2 separate regions of the Zea mays genome follow, and region 2 is linked to region 1. A link is a contact called in public Hi-C data. All regions are on one chromosome and are shown on one strand. Each heading gives the region's core, a stretch centred on a gene start, on an enhancer-like site or on the middle of the called end of the contact. The rest is flanking DNA. Distances are from core to core; before and after follow the strand shown.

Region 1 (6,229 bases), core at 1,363-3,862:
GGCCTGGGATTGCAAGCGAGCAGGCAACGCTGTGCGGGAGACGGGAGTGCCCACACGTCAGCAACGCACCAAGCCGGTGGGGCCGTGTCCGGGTTTGTCCGCACGCGCGTCCCGGATCTGGAAACGTCCCCAATGATACGGGCAGGCAGAGAGCGGAGGATCGAGGACGAGGGCACGAGGCGGCCGGCCATCACCCGAGCCCGACACAGCACGTGCGCACGCGAGGCCCCTCCGCCCATGTGCGCCTCCAGCCCTCCACATTTATTATTGTTTATGCACGGACCATCCGTGCCGAGTTCCCGCCCCAGCTCGCCGACGCCGCACCGCCGGCGGCGGCGCCGCACCATCCGCCATGCCAATGCTGCTGCAGTGCATGCGATCCGAGCGCAGCTTTCCCGACGTCCAATGCATCTTGAGTTCTTGACGACGGGAAAGGAGACGCATGACTTTGACGCGAGTGAACGATACAGATGATTTTCCTGTCGATCCATGCCGACGGGCGTCGTGCCTGTGTGAAATTGTCGATGCCATGCCGGGCTTGCCGGCGGGCGTCAACGTACGCGTGCCTATCTTTTTGTTCGTTCCGTACCGGCTCCCAAAAGCGGGGCCGGCGTAAAGGAGGTGCAAAGATGGTTGCACGTTGCAGGGCAGGTTCGTACGCCTCTCAAACAGAAAAAAAAAATATCCGTGCAACTGCAAGACCACGTCCAGCAGTAAAAGCCGAGAGTTGCGCTCAATACGACGCATACTATGCCCCCGTAGGAATACACGTATTTTACGGACGTGTCGCCAGCCGAACCCAAGCTGCTTCATCGTCCTAGCTGAAGGAGCTACACGTAATGGAGCAGTACTAGTGTACTACAGATCTGGTGCAGCGAGACTGCTTTCACAGGATACTGCAACATCACACGCTTTTATACTTGGCACACACACACTACCACGCACACAGAAAAGGCGCCAGCGACTGTTTTCGCGCCATATTCATCGATTGCATTGCTTCTCTCTCAGATGTTCTGCTTGACGTGACCATCGGCAAACTACCTTCCGATCCGAACTCGACACTGACACTGCTATATATACAGAACGCGCACAAACAACGAAGATAAAAAAAAATGCTCGCAGACATGAACAGGACGAACAGGTGGCAAATCAAGCTCCTGGCCCGATCTCTGGTTTCCTTTTGACGATGACTTTTCACCGAGAGAATACGGGGTTGAGGGTTTTGGTGAGCCCGTGAAGCGCGCCGTAGCCGCGGGAGCTGAAGCCCAGGCAACCCAGGAGGCCCTGCCGGTAGGGAAGGAACGTGCGCCGCCGCATCTCCTCCGCCTGCGCACGGTTCGGCGCCGCGTAGAGCCTCTCGTGCGCCGCCGCCACCGTAGTGGAACGTCGCCGCCTGCCCCGGCCCCGGCCCCTACCCTGCCCCCGCGGCCGGCCATCCTCGCCACCGAGACCGCAAGCGTTCTCCGTCGCTGGCGGCGCGCGAGAGGGGCGGAGCCTCGCGGCGAGCCTGTCCCTGGTTACCCAGGACGGGGAGGAGAAGGGCCAGGCTCGTTCGGGCTTGTTAGCGGCGGGCGCCCCGGGGACGTCGTGCGCGTGGGCGCCGCTGCCAGGCTCGCTCTTGCTGCGGTGGAGGAGCATGTCCCTGATGAACACCCAGCGCCGGGACCCGCGCGCTGACGACGTGCCCGACGAGGACGAGGAGGACGTGGAGGAGGACGAGGACGAGCGGGACGAGGCGGTTACCGGCGGGGCTGCCTCCCCGTGCGTTCCCGTCGCGTCGGGGCCGGGGCCGAGATCCGGCGCCGGAACGACGAGCGCATTGATCAGCTTGAGCCGCGGTGACGCGCTGCGGAGCGGGGACATGGACCGCGCGCGCCGGTGCACGGACGCGCTCCGGGGCGTGAGGTCGCGGCCGCGCGTCGGCGCGCGGCCCTCGTTGTCGTCGCTTCCGGGGTCGAGATCCGGGAGTGGGGGCAGGGTGAGCGGCCGGATCTGGCCGTTGTGGAAGAGCTCGTCGGCGGAGATCATGGGCCCGCCAGGCCCACCGAACTCGAACTCCGCGTCGCCCCCGCACCCACGAACACCGGAGCTGGGGGTCGCGGAGGCGGAGCACGAGGTCGAGAGGAGGAGGTGGTGGATGGGGCTGGCCGGCGCGCTGAAGAAGTAGCCGCCACCGCCGCCGAGGGCCTGGGGACGTCCCGGGCTGGACGGCGCGCTGGCGAACGGGGTGGAGCAGGAGCTGTCGATGTCATCGTCCATGGCCTGCGGCTGCGGGTGCCTTTGCTCCGCTGGACGGTTCCTGTTCGTGCTCCTTGCGCCGGGTTGACCTGGTTATGGTGAAGTGGTGGGAACTGGGAAGGGGAGGCTGGGGTGAGGTTATAAATAAATGGGAGCGGTGATAACTGTCCGGAACGAACCAAGGTTGGGTCTAGGCGTGGCGAATGGCGATGGGACGGGGAATCGGGGATGGCCGGATGGGGCAGCAAGCTGCATGGGGTGAGGCGGCGTCAGCCACTCAGCCGAATGGGTTGGGCCCGATTGGATTTACTGCAGTCCTATGTCAACTTGGGCGGTGTGCCTTGTTTTAGCTGGCTGGTGCCTGGTAGAAAGTTTCTGCCCCCAACCACCACGCTGCTATCACCATGTCCGATGGGTAAAAAACTCAGAAACCATGTCAAGCAGGGCAAGCAGATTCAGCAATCGAGCTGAAAAGTGAAAACTATCTATCTCATTGGGTAAACAACATTTATCACTGTTCTGAACAACATGTCTGGGGTGACAGAATAAATAGGGGATATGTAACAGCAAAATTACAGACCAACAACCACACGATTCATCTCAAACTACAAATTTACACTCCTGCCGTGGCGTCCCACGACCATGTCGGCGACGACCTCGTCAAGCAGCGAGCCCAGTACGTGGTTCTCCACCTCCACACCAGCCTCGAACTCCTCCACCAGGAAGTCGACCCATGTGCCCAGCCCGCTGCTCATGTCCTTGTCGACAAGCTCATCCTCCGTCCAGTCTCCCATGCTCTTCCAGCTGGTGATCTCACTGCAGACTTGGGCCTCAACGCCCCGGATCAGCGCTGCTGCTCCCTTGCTCCATGCTGCATATCCTGCCCGGAAGTAGGCCGTGCGCCTTGTCTCCAGGCACTCATTTACGCAGTCGAACAACAGCCGCCTGTACCCTCCACGGCAAAAGGGCTCTTTCCCTTGTTTGTTGTACACATGCATGTTCTCCAATTTCTGGAAGAGGGACGAGTCCAAAGCTGGTCTATCCTGATCGACAAAGAGTGGTCCCAGTTCATCTGTTGTCAAGTTGACACTGCTTAACACGTCTGCAATGTAGTCCAGCTCTGTGTGTCTTGATGTTTTAGAACATTGGGTGACATCTGAAATATCTGATGTATCTACGGATGCGGAAGAGGCTGAGTCTGTTGTTGTCTTTGCCTCGATATCAACTGATGCTGGGTCAATCAAGAAATTCCCTTTGGCATTCTTAACATCAAAAATTGATGAATAACTCTTACCCCCTGTCATGAGGCAAGAATGATTAATCTTCAGGGGTACAAAAATGTCAACAGTTCAAGAATATATCAGAAATTCATGTTAGGTGAATTACCACCGCTGCTGCCTGAACACTCGGAAGACCAGCAACTCTCACTTAGAGAGGTTGGTTCAAGCACAGATAGGGGACTTAGCTCTTCATTTTCATGTTCCTTCCTTGCATTACTTATGCTGCTGCATTCTTGTTCTTCCACCTAAATGCATGTGAAATATTGTATTAGAATTGCATCTACACCTAGGAAGTGGCACATAAGGATTCATGCAGAATGTAAGTCTTAAGTAGCTAAGGAACCTTTAGCACATCCCCCAAAAAAACAACTCCCTGCCATTATCATTATTCTACATGCTAGAATAAAAAAAAAACTCCCTGCATTTTCATTATTCCACATGTTAATTCTTCCTCCTTGATGGGTTCAGCAGACAGGGTCTCTGTGTATATTTACAAGGAGCTGTAACTAAAGCTGAGAGGCAAGCACCACAGAAGAAATATACAACTCATGATTATATGTCAGACACAATACACTGATGAAATCCATTTCCAGATATTAAAGTTGCCATTAGAATAGTCACCACAGAACAGCTACAGAGGTGCCTTAATTCTTTTGCAAGAAGATTTCATTAATGATATTAAGCTACAAACAATCAAACACATTGAGCGGTGAGCAAGCACATGAAGTACACTATTCTACTATGACATAGAATTCTTCACAAAATCCACTTCTCAAAGAAATAATTGGTGCAAAATGTAAAATGATAGTTCCTATAATTAGATTGTATTGGCGTGCTATCAAATTATTCACAAACATACTCAACATATTCATGAATTGTTGGTGTGATATACCATAAGGTAATGCGAAGAAATATGTACCTTTATTTTACTGCCTCGGAAAATTTGGCCTTTTGCTGAAGGGCAGTAATCATATTGAGAAGGTTTGACTTCAGAAGGGCTACAGTCAAATACTCCACTTTCCGAGCCCCAATTGCTGCATGAAGAGGTTGGTGGTTCCTCCAAGGTAAAAGTAGCAGGCACAAATGTGTCACCTCTCGTAAAGGTGATTGATGGATCAATTTTTGATGTTAGCTCCTTCAGCTTCTTTTCTAGGAGAAGGCTCAATGCATCACCATTTACAAAGTTCAGCCCCACTGATGACAGACCTTCAACCTTGTTATCTGAATCATCTTTATCACATCCTGCATCCATATCAAGGTTGCTTCTTGTATCCCACTTACCCACCAGTCTGGACAGTCCTGCCGACGGTTTGACCAAGGGTGAGGTGAAAGTAAATGACACGACATCTGTAGTATCCTTACTTTCCTTGTTCCACTTAATGTGCTCATCCATAACAACATTAGGTTGAACCTGCTTCTTAAGTTTACCCACTGGTTTTTCAGGAACAAATGTACCCTTCTCGTTTGTGGAGTTCCTCTCTATCAACCGTTTCTTCTGTGGGAAGTCCTTGTTGTTTGATGACGATCCTTCTCTATCACCACTTATGCTTTCCACAATGTCTTTTCTGCCACCAACTTTAGATACCTTGCTTCCACTCTTGATCTTCCCAGAAGAGGAATCTCCTGCCATTAGTTTTCTGCCTTGTTGTGTTGAGACGGTCTTGTTTGCTGGCACCTTGCCTCTGGTCACCAACGAATTCTGTTTCTGATTATTTTGCCGAAGGACAGGGGAAGAAGTGCCAGACGACGATGGCTTCTTTCTCTGGAGATTAGACTGAGTCCTAAATGGTTGGTTTGCTCTTTGCTCATCATGCTCTTTTTGTACTCCTGAATTCCTCCCAGAACCAGTTACACCTTCCCTCTTCTGGACATTGTTCTTTGCCTGGACTGCCAAAGAAATAGACTTTCCCTTGTTTTTCGAACAACTCGGATTATTGATCTCATAAGAATCAATTGAAGGTCTGAATATGACAATATCTTCCTCGCTATTCCAGCTTCGGTTCATCTGTTGCGCTCTAGAGAACCTCACATCTGGCAGCTCAGGAGCGGTCCTGGATGATTGCGGCTTCAGAGGCACAGTTCTCTGAGAAGGAGGAATGCTCTCCCTTGGCTCCGAAACTCTCAAAGGAATCCGTGCCGGGCTAAAAGAGCAGATTTTCTCCCTAGAGCTGGCTTGTGCCCTTGGCTGAAGAATCTTGGCTGCTTCCTCCATGATCTGGGCAGCATTCCTCGCTGAACTGAAACCTGGATTCTTGATGGGGGACAACAATCTATGGTGAGACATGGGTAGGTGCTTTGCGGACCTTGGTGGCAATGCTTCCATCTGGAACCTTTCAATCGGGCTGCTTGGCATCTTTGGTGCTCGGAGATCCAATGGCTTCCTGATATAGCCATCGACTCTTTGAGGAACATGACTGAACTGGTCATTCATTGAGTACTCAGGGCTCCTCTTGAGGCTGTGGCTGTCCCTGAACAATCTTGTGTCTCGGAAAGGTGTGCAGTACGGTTCTGGAACGCCCGAGGTGGGCATGGCGTCCAAGCCCATGAGCCTGGCCACCACACCTGGCGCCTTCATCTCACGCACTTCCTCATCGGTCACTGAAGACGCACAGCTGTAGTCGCTGCTCCCCTTGAAGCTTGATACACCAATTCCTTCATCATCATCACCCTACACAAATGCATCCACCTAAACGTTAGTGAACGCAAGCCCC
Region 2 (5,712 bases), core at 640-3,139, 530 kb before region 1:
ATGTGGAAGGCGTGGGTAGAAATCGATCTACCAAGTAGGGTATGGGTATACCCACATATTATCCAATTTTTACTTGATATATGTGAGCAGCTGAGCTCCATTGTTTCCTGAAGCTGGGACGATCTGTTTCTACATTTTCTTGGTCGCCTCGCCTATGCTGAAGTATATAAGTCAATCCCCCTTTCCCTATCAGCTTAACCTTACCTTTGGTTTGGGTTCGGGCGTGGGTGGGCAACACTGATGCATATCCCCATGCCACCCCCCCCCCACCCACCCCAAACCACCACACACACGCACACAAACAGCAGGCCTAGCTTTGCTAGACAAGTACATGGAACTAGTTATGAAGTTCCATGGGAGGAAACAGCATCAGGTAAATTGCTTGTTATAACAAAATTCAGCATAGTACCTGCTGCAGTGGTGAGAGTTGACTCACTAAGTCACCTGGTCATGGGTTCAAAGTAGCCTCTCCTTATTTGCAGAGGTATGGATTTATCCCTTCCCTAGACCCCACTCACGTGGAAGTCTCTGGCAGTGAATCTATCCTTTTTTATCTATATGTATTGCACGGTTTGATTGATAAAAGAAACAACACACCTTCAAATTTATAACAAGTTTTATCTATATGTATTGCACGATTTGACTGATAAAAGAAACAACGTACCTTCGAATTTATAACAAACAAGGTGAGTGACTGCATTTGCTATCAAAGGTTTTGAGAACCGTGCTCCCATCAAAGAAACCATTTTCTGCATCAAAACATTAGAAGAATCATGTCACAAGCACAATTACAGTACCCAAAAGATTCTGCGTGAACACAACACATTAGTTTCTTATTTGAATGTATAACAAATGCAAGTAACTTTTGCGTCTACTCCTTCCAGTTCCAAAAACGTGGCATTTTCAATCTATTTAAACTTTGGATGTGGAACTATCCTATTGCGTGAAATGGATACACTCGTAGCCATATAGATAAAACTGGGAGGGTGCTACCATCATGTCTTCGCGATAGCGTTTTTGGTAACCCGTCAAGCATATAAGCAACGATTGAGCACCCGGTATTCCCTTCAAATGTCTCATCGGCCAATACAAAACCTGGAAAAGACTGAACATAACGGGTCACAAAACTAAACCGTGGCTCTGATGAAGAAATAAGAGCACAAGTGCCCGAGCAATTAGCAGCAAAAGCCGACCCTATCGGCATCAGCAAGCACCCCGCGATCCAAGCTGTCCTCCACCCACAGCCCGCTGACGACCTTCTTCCCTTGCGCCCGCTCGGCCACGCACGTCGGGTCATCCTACGAAGAAGAACTAGATCAGAGCCCCGTCCCCCATCCAAGCTTGTCAAGACACAGAGGAACCAATTTGCAAACCAAACTCACGTAGATGCGGTTCCACACGACCACGTGTGTGCACCCGTTGCCCGACGGCCCGGCGTCGGTGCCGCCGCGCCGCACCATCTCCGACCGGTACTGCACACGGAACGACGGACGCAGTCGGAACTTTATCGGCCAGAACGTCGCAAACCGCAAATTTGGGCTGCGTAAGCAAATTGCAAGGACGAGGCGCGGGATGCCACGCACGCACCTGGGACGCGTCATAGGTGTTGAATCCGACCAGCATGAAGCGGACGCCGTCGAACAGGTGCTCGTCGCCGATGTCGTCGTCCGTGGCAGGTGAGGCCATAGCGGGCAGTGAAACAGCGGGATGCAGAGGGGAGACGGGTGTGGAATCGTTAGGATTTGGGATTGGAGATTGGGGATTGTTCTTGCTCGAGCTGCGCGCGCGGCACCGGAATGGGAAATCTCGAGAAGTCACTAGGTCAGGAGAGGGCGAGAGAAAAATCAAATGCGGATCTCTGTTTCGGAGGGAAATGAAACTAATCTTTCGCCCCGGGAGGTACCGTTTGGTAATGGGCCTTATTTTCCTTCTGTTCTTTGGACCGGTGGGCTCAGGGTCCGTTGGACCTTTAAAGAAAATATGACAACTGCATTTTAGGGGCAGAATTTTAATATCCAACATTCCAACCACATCATCCTTATAATCCAATCCATCAGGAGTATTTGGTTGCGCAAAGACATCGTTACCCTCGTTAGAGCAGCTCCCGTAGTTATATAAAACAAATTCCTAAATCAAAATTAGGAGAATTGGCATAAAAATATCTCTCCAACAAATTCTTAAAACAATTCTCTAAATTGATCAACTTCTAATCCAACCATATGTACTCTCAAAATATAGCTTTCTTTTTACCACTCCTGAACTAAAAAATCGCGCCAAATATTTCCTCGTCGGGCTGTGTCGCACCTTTTTTCCTCCTCGTCGCTGTCCCAGACGCGCCCATGCGTCTGGCTACCTCGCCGCCAAGTCTGGCTCCCCGCCGTTGCCGATTCCTGTTCTTGGCTGGTGTTCCTGTTCTGCACCGTACTGCCGCCGGTCCCTTCCCCGACACTTGCTCCCGTTTCCCAGCTAGGGATGGCAATGGGTGCCCGAAACCCAATAATCGATGGGTAAAAACCCTATTAGGGCACATGTATGGCGATTTTTTATACCCATGGGTATTTTATTATGTTATTTGTTACACACATCGGGTATGGTGGGAATGAGTATGTTCTCTCTTACCCCATACCCGCTATCCAATTAAAAACTCGCTAACATATGACATGTGGGGCCGGATTAAGGATGCCCTTAAGCTGCAACCTTTTTTCACGTCTTATATATTTAAATATTTAAATATTAAGTACTGTGTATTGAATAATTAGATAATTATCCTAATGTTTTGTGTTGTCGTTGAAAACTCTCTTTTGCTCCAAGAGTTTTGTACTATCAATGATATATTTTGTGTGATTTGATGGCATGATGTTGCCATTTAATATTGAATGATGTTGAACTTGTGATAAAATTATGTTGGGTTCGATGAAGGACTCACATAATGACTCTTAGAAGATTTTGGTTCCTCTACACGGATATCACAGTTAGCAACGTAGCCTACAGGAGCACCTTCAGAAGGACTCTCAGAAGGACCTTTAGATTGAGGAACTGATTCCTCTTCCACTTCAACTTCCACTTCTTCTATGTGTTCTACAAGTCAATTAGAAATACATCAATGCTTATGTAATGCCATGAAATGCAAATTCTCATAAGGAGATGTGGGGTAACACAACCAATTGAAGTTTAGGGTAAGCATATACATAAATCTACACACACAAAACTTGGTGAAGGTAACAAATTTGAATTTACTTGGACAGATCAGAGAACTAGCATATTTGAACTCACAAACTTTTCATATCATTAAGCTATGTTGTCTAACTTCTTTAAACATACACTTAACTAGGGTTTGGGGCTCCAATCCTTCCTTTTAAGCCAACAACATATTCCTGGACAAACAGATTTTAAACACCTGGGTAAACGTGCAGCGCGCCTAGTAGTCACCATCAGAACACGAATCGTGCGCCCCCGCATATGGACTCAGACGTGCCACCACTGCCTTGTGGGGTCAGTCAAGCCTAGTCGTTGGGTGACATCAGTATAGAATCCCAACAAGGACCCAAACACCCGGAAGGACTGGACATTACGCCATACCGGTTGTATGTCCACAACACGTTGAAAGATGAAGTAGGGCTCGTGACAACGGGAGGAGCCGTGCTTCGTAAGACCACACAGTGAGACTGATCCGCGGGACCCGCACACACTACCTTGAAGACATCAGTAGTAGACTCGCTACAGGAACCCATATGGTGGATGAACAAGATGGAACACCATACGGGGGTACGACAGCGCACGACCCTACAAATGACATAAGGAGGACCACACCACCTAGAGGTAGCAAGCCAAGCTCCCTCCCAGTAGAATATGAGTTCCTATTGTAAAGTCCTCCCTTGAGTTATAAAAGGGCAGGGCAATCCTCTTTTGACACACGAGCACACCAGTTGTAACACAACCTCAGCAATACTATGATCAACACTACATTATACTAGGGCGCAAGCCTGAACCAGTATAAAACCGTGTCTCAGATTTCTCATTGAGTCCCAACGACTCACCATTCGGAGCAAATCCGTGCTAGCACCCCCTACCGAACACAAATCTCATTGTCCCCCGGTTTCCAAAACCACGATAATCGGGGTCAACGTTCTTAAATTAAGTATGTCGACCAGTCCAAAATCGACGTACTTGATGCATTAATTACATCCCTATCAAATAGCCGACGTACTTAACGATGAGCCACGTGGTAGGCTGCCGGGGCTCTATGGGCGATCCACGTGGACATACAAACGTCGGTCGGTCGACGTAATTAAGGAATTAAGTACGTCGACCGAGGTGACTAACATTCTTAAATGACCACCCATTACTGGCGTGCGTTGCCACGTGGCTGTAAGAACGTCGGTCAAGCCGACGTAATTAGCTGACGTGGACATAAGAATGTCGGCTTGGCCGACTTTCTAATTTATTTTGAAATATAAACCCTATTATGGCTCCCTCCCCATACGGGAAGGCTGTAGAACATGGTTTATATTTTAAAACCTGCATACATATATACACAATAGTCCAAACACAAGTCTAACACAAAGTCTCAAACACAAGTCCAAACACATATATACACAATAGTCCAAACAAGTCCATAAGTACACAAAACAAAAGTCCAAACATCGCATAAACAAGTCCAAACATCACATAAACAAGTGTAGAAGTCCACAAGCCCATTAGTCTTGAGGTGGATCGCTGGGACGCAAGTCGCTCGTGTTGAAGATCTGGTCGACGGAGTTCGTAGCGTCATCCGAAGTATGACACAAACCCAAACCCTACAAGAGATGTGGTACATATGTTACCATAGAGATTTAGCTTGATTTACTACATTTTAGTTAACTAAAGCTCAAAGTAGACTTAACTTACCACTCTAGGTGATGGAGGTGGCTGTGTCGGCCACGGAGCATATCCCCACGACATTTGTGACTACCCTATAGGAGGATATCCCCACACATATATGGCGGCGACATCAGTGGTGTCATTTGCGATGGCATCAGTGTTGGCATTTGAGGCGGCATCTACAAATTCATTTGTGGCAGCATCTACGGTGCCTATGGTGGAATATGAGACGACCACAGACCAAATCCCCACAGCATCGGTGGCAACATCATTTGGTTGTGGGGATCTGTACCAGAACCCTGTAACAAGAGAATAGGTATCATGTTTATGAATTAGAACTCTAACTTGATAAAGTTGCACAAGTTTACCTGTGATGCATCACCATGCAAAGACACGAGGTTTGCTGGCAGAGTCAGAGTAATGCCTTCTTGAGGTATTTCGTTACCGTACGTCTACAAGTAAACAAATTATTACTTTTGCATTTAGAATCATTTGGAAAACTAACAAATAACTAACCTGAAGTAAATGTGATATGCACCATTCCCAAATGGATGGCGCATATGTTTTCCTAAGTGTGTGTCCTACACGTAAGTAATTGTGCCAACAACAGTATAAATGTGGAGAAATGCTAAACTATAACATTATTAGCAACAAAGGTATAAATAATTAACAAGTGTTGATAAGTAATAACCTCGATCTAGGTGGGGAAGTATGAATGTTGGTGGCGATAACACCCCTTCCGATTATGTTTCAATTTCGTGCACCTGCGCGTATGATATCATATTTGTAAGTGTCACTACGAGTTCTATGTCATATTTGTAAGCCTTTAGAAGATTAGACCAAGGATTTATG

Evidence for each region. A called contact is a pair of places that touch in the nucleus more often than the background predicts.
Region 2: a contact with region 1 is called in a Hi-C map of tassel, with 2.8 times the contacts expected there. The contact joins the promoter of LOC103634545 here to the promoter of LOC103634532 in region 1. A contact is called at or near these places in 2 of 25 Hi-C or Micro-C datasets (ear and tassel).

The regions. Positions count from the first base shown.
Region 1 is chr1:47,833,016-47,839,244 of Zm-B73-REFERENCE-NAM-5.0, reverse strand. It overlaps LOC103634532 (putative protein TPRXL), which reads right to left and starts at 2,612. Exons shown (of 1, transcript XM_008656500.3): 1 at 797-2,612. The coding sequence starts at 2,259. The coding sequence ends at 1,195. LOC100193341 (DUF4378 domain protein) reads right to left here. Exons shown (of 6, transcript NM_001309874.1): 4 at 4,438-6,186; 5 at 3,625-3,763; 6 at 2,703-3,535. The coding sequence ends at 2,844.
Region 2 is chr1:48,362,527-48,368,238 of Zm-B73-REFERENCE-NAM-5.0, reverse strand. LOC103634545 reads right to left here and starts at 1,889. Exons shown (of 11, transcript XM_008656553.2): 1 at 1,588-1,889; 2 at 1,383-1,472; 3 at 1,194-1,298; 4 at 994-1,095; 5 at 665-749. The coding sequence starts at 1,686.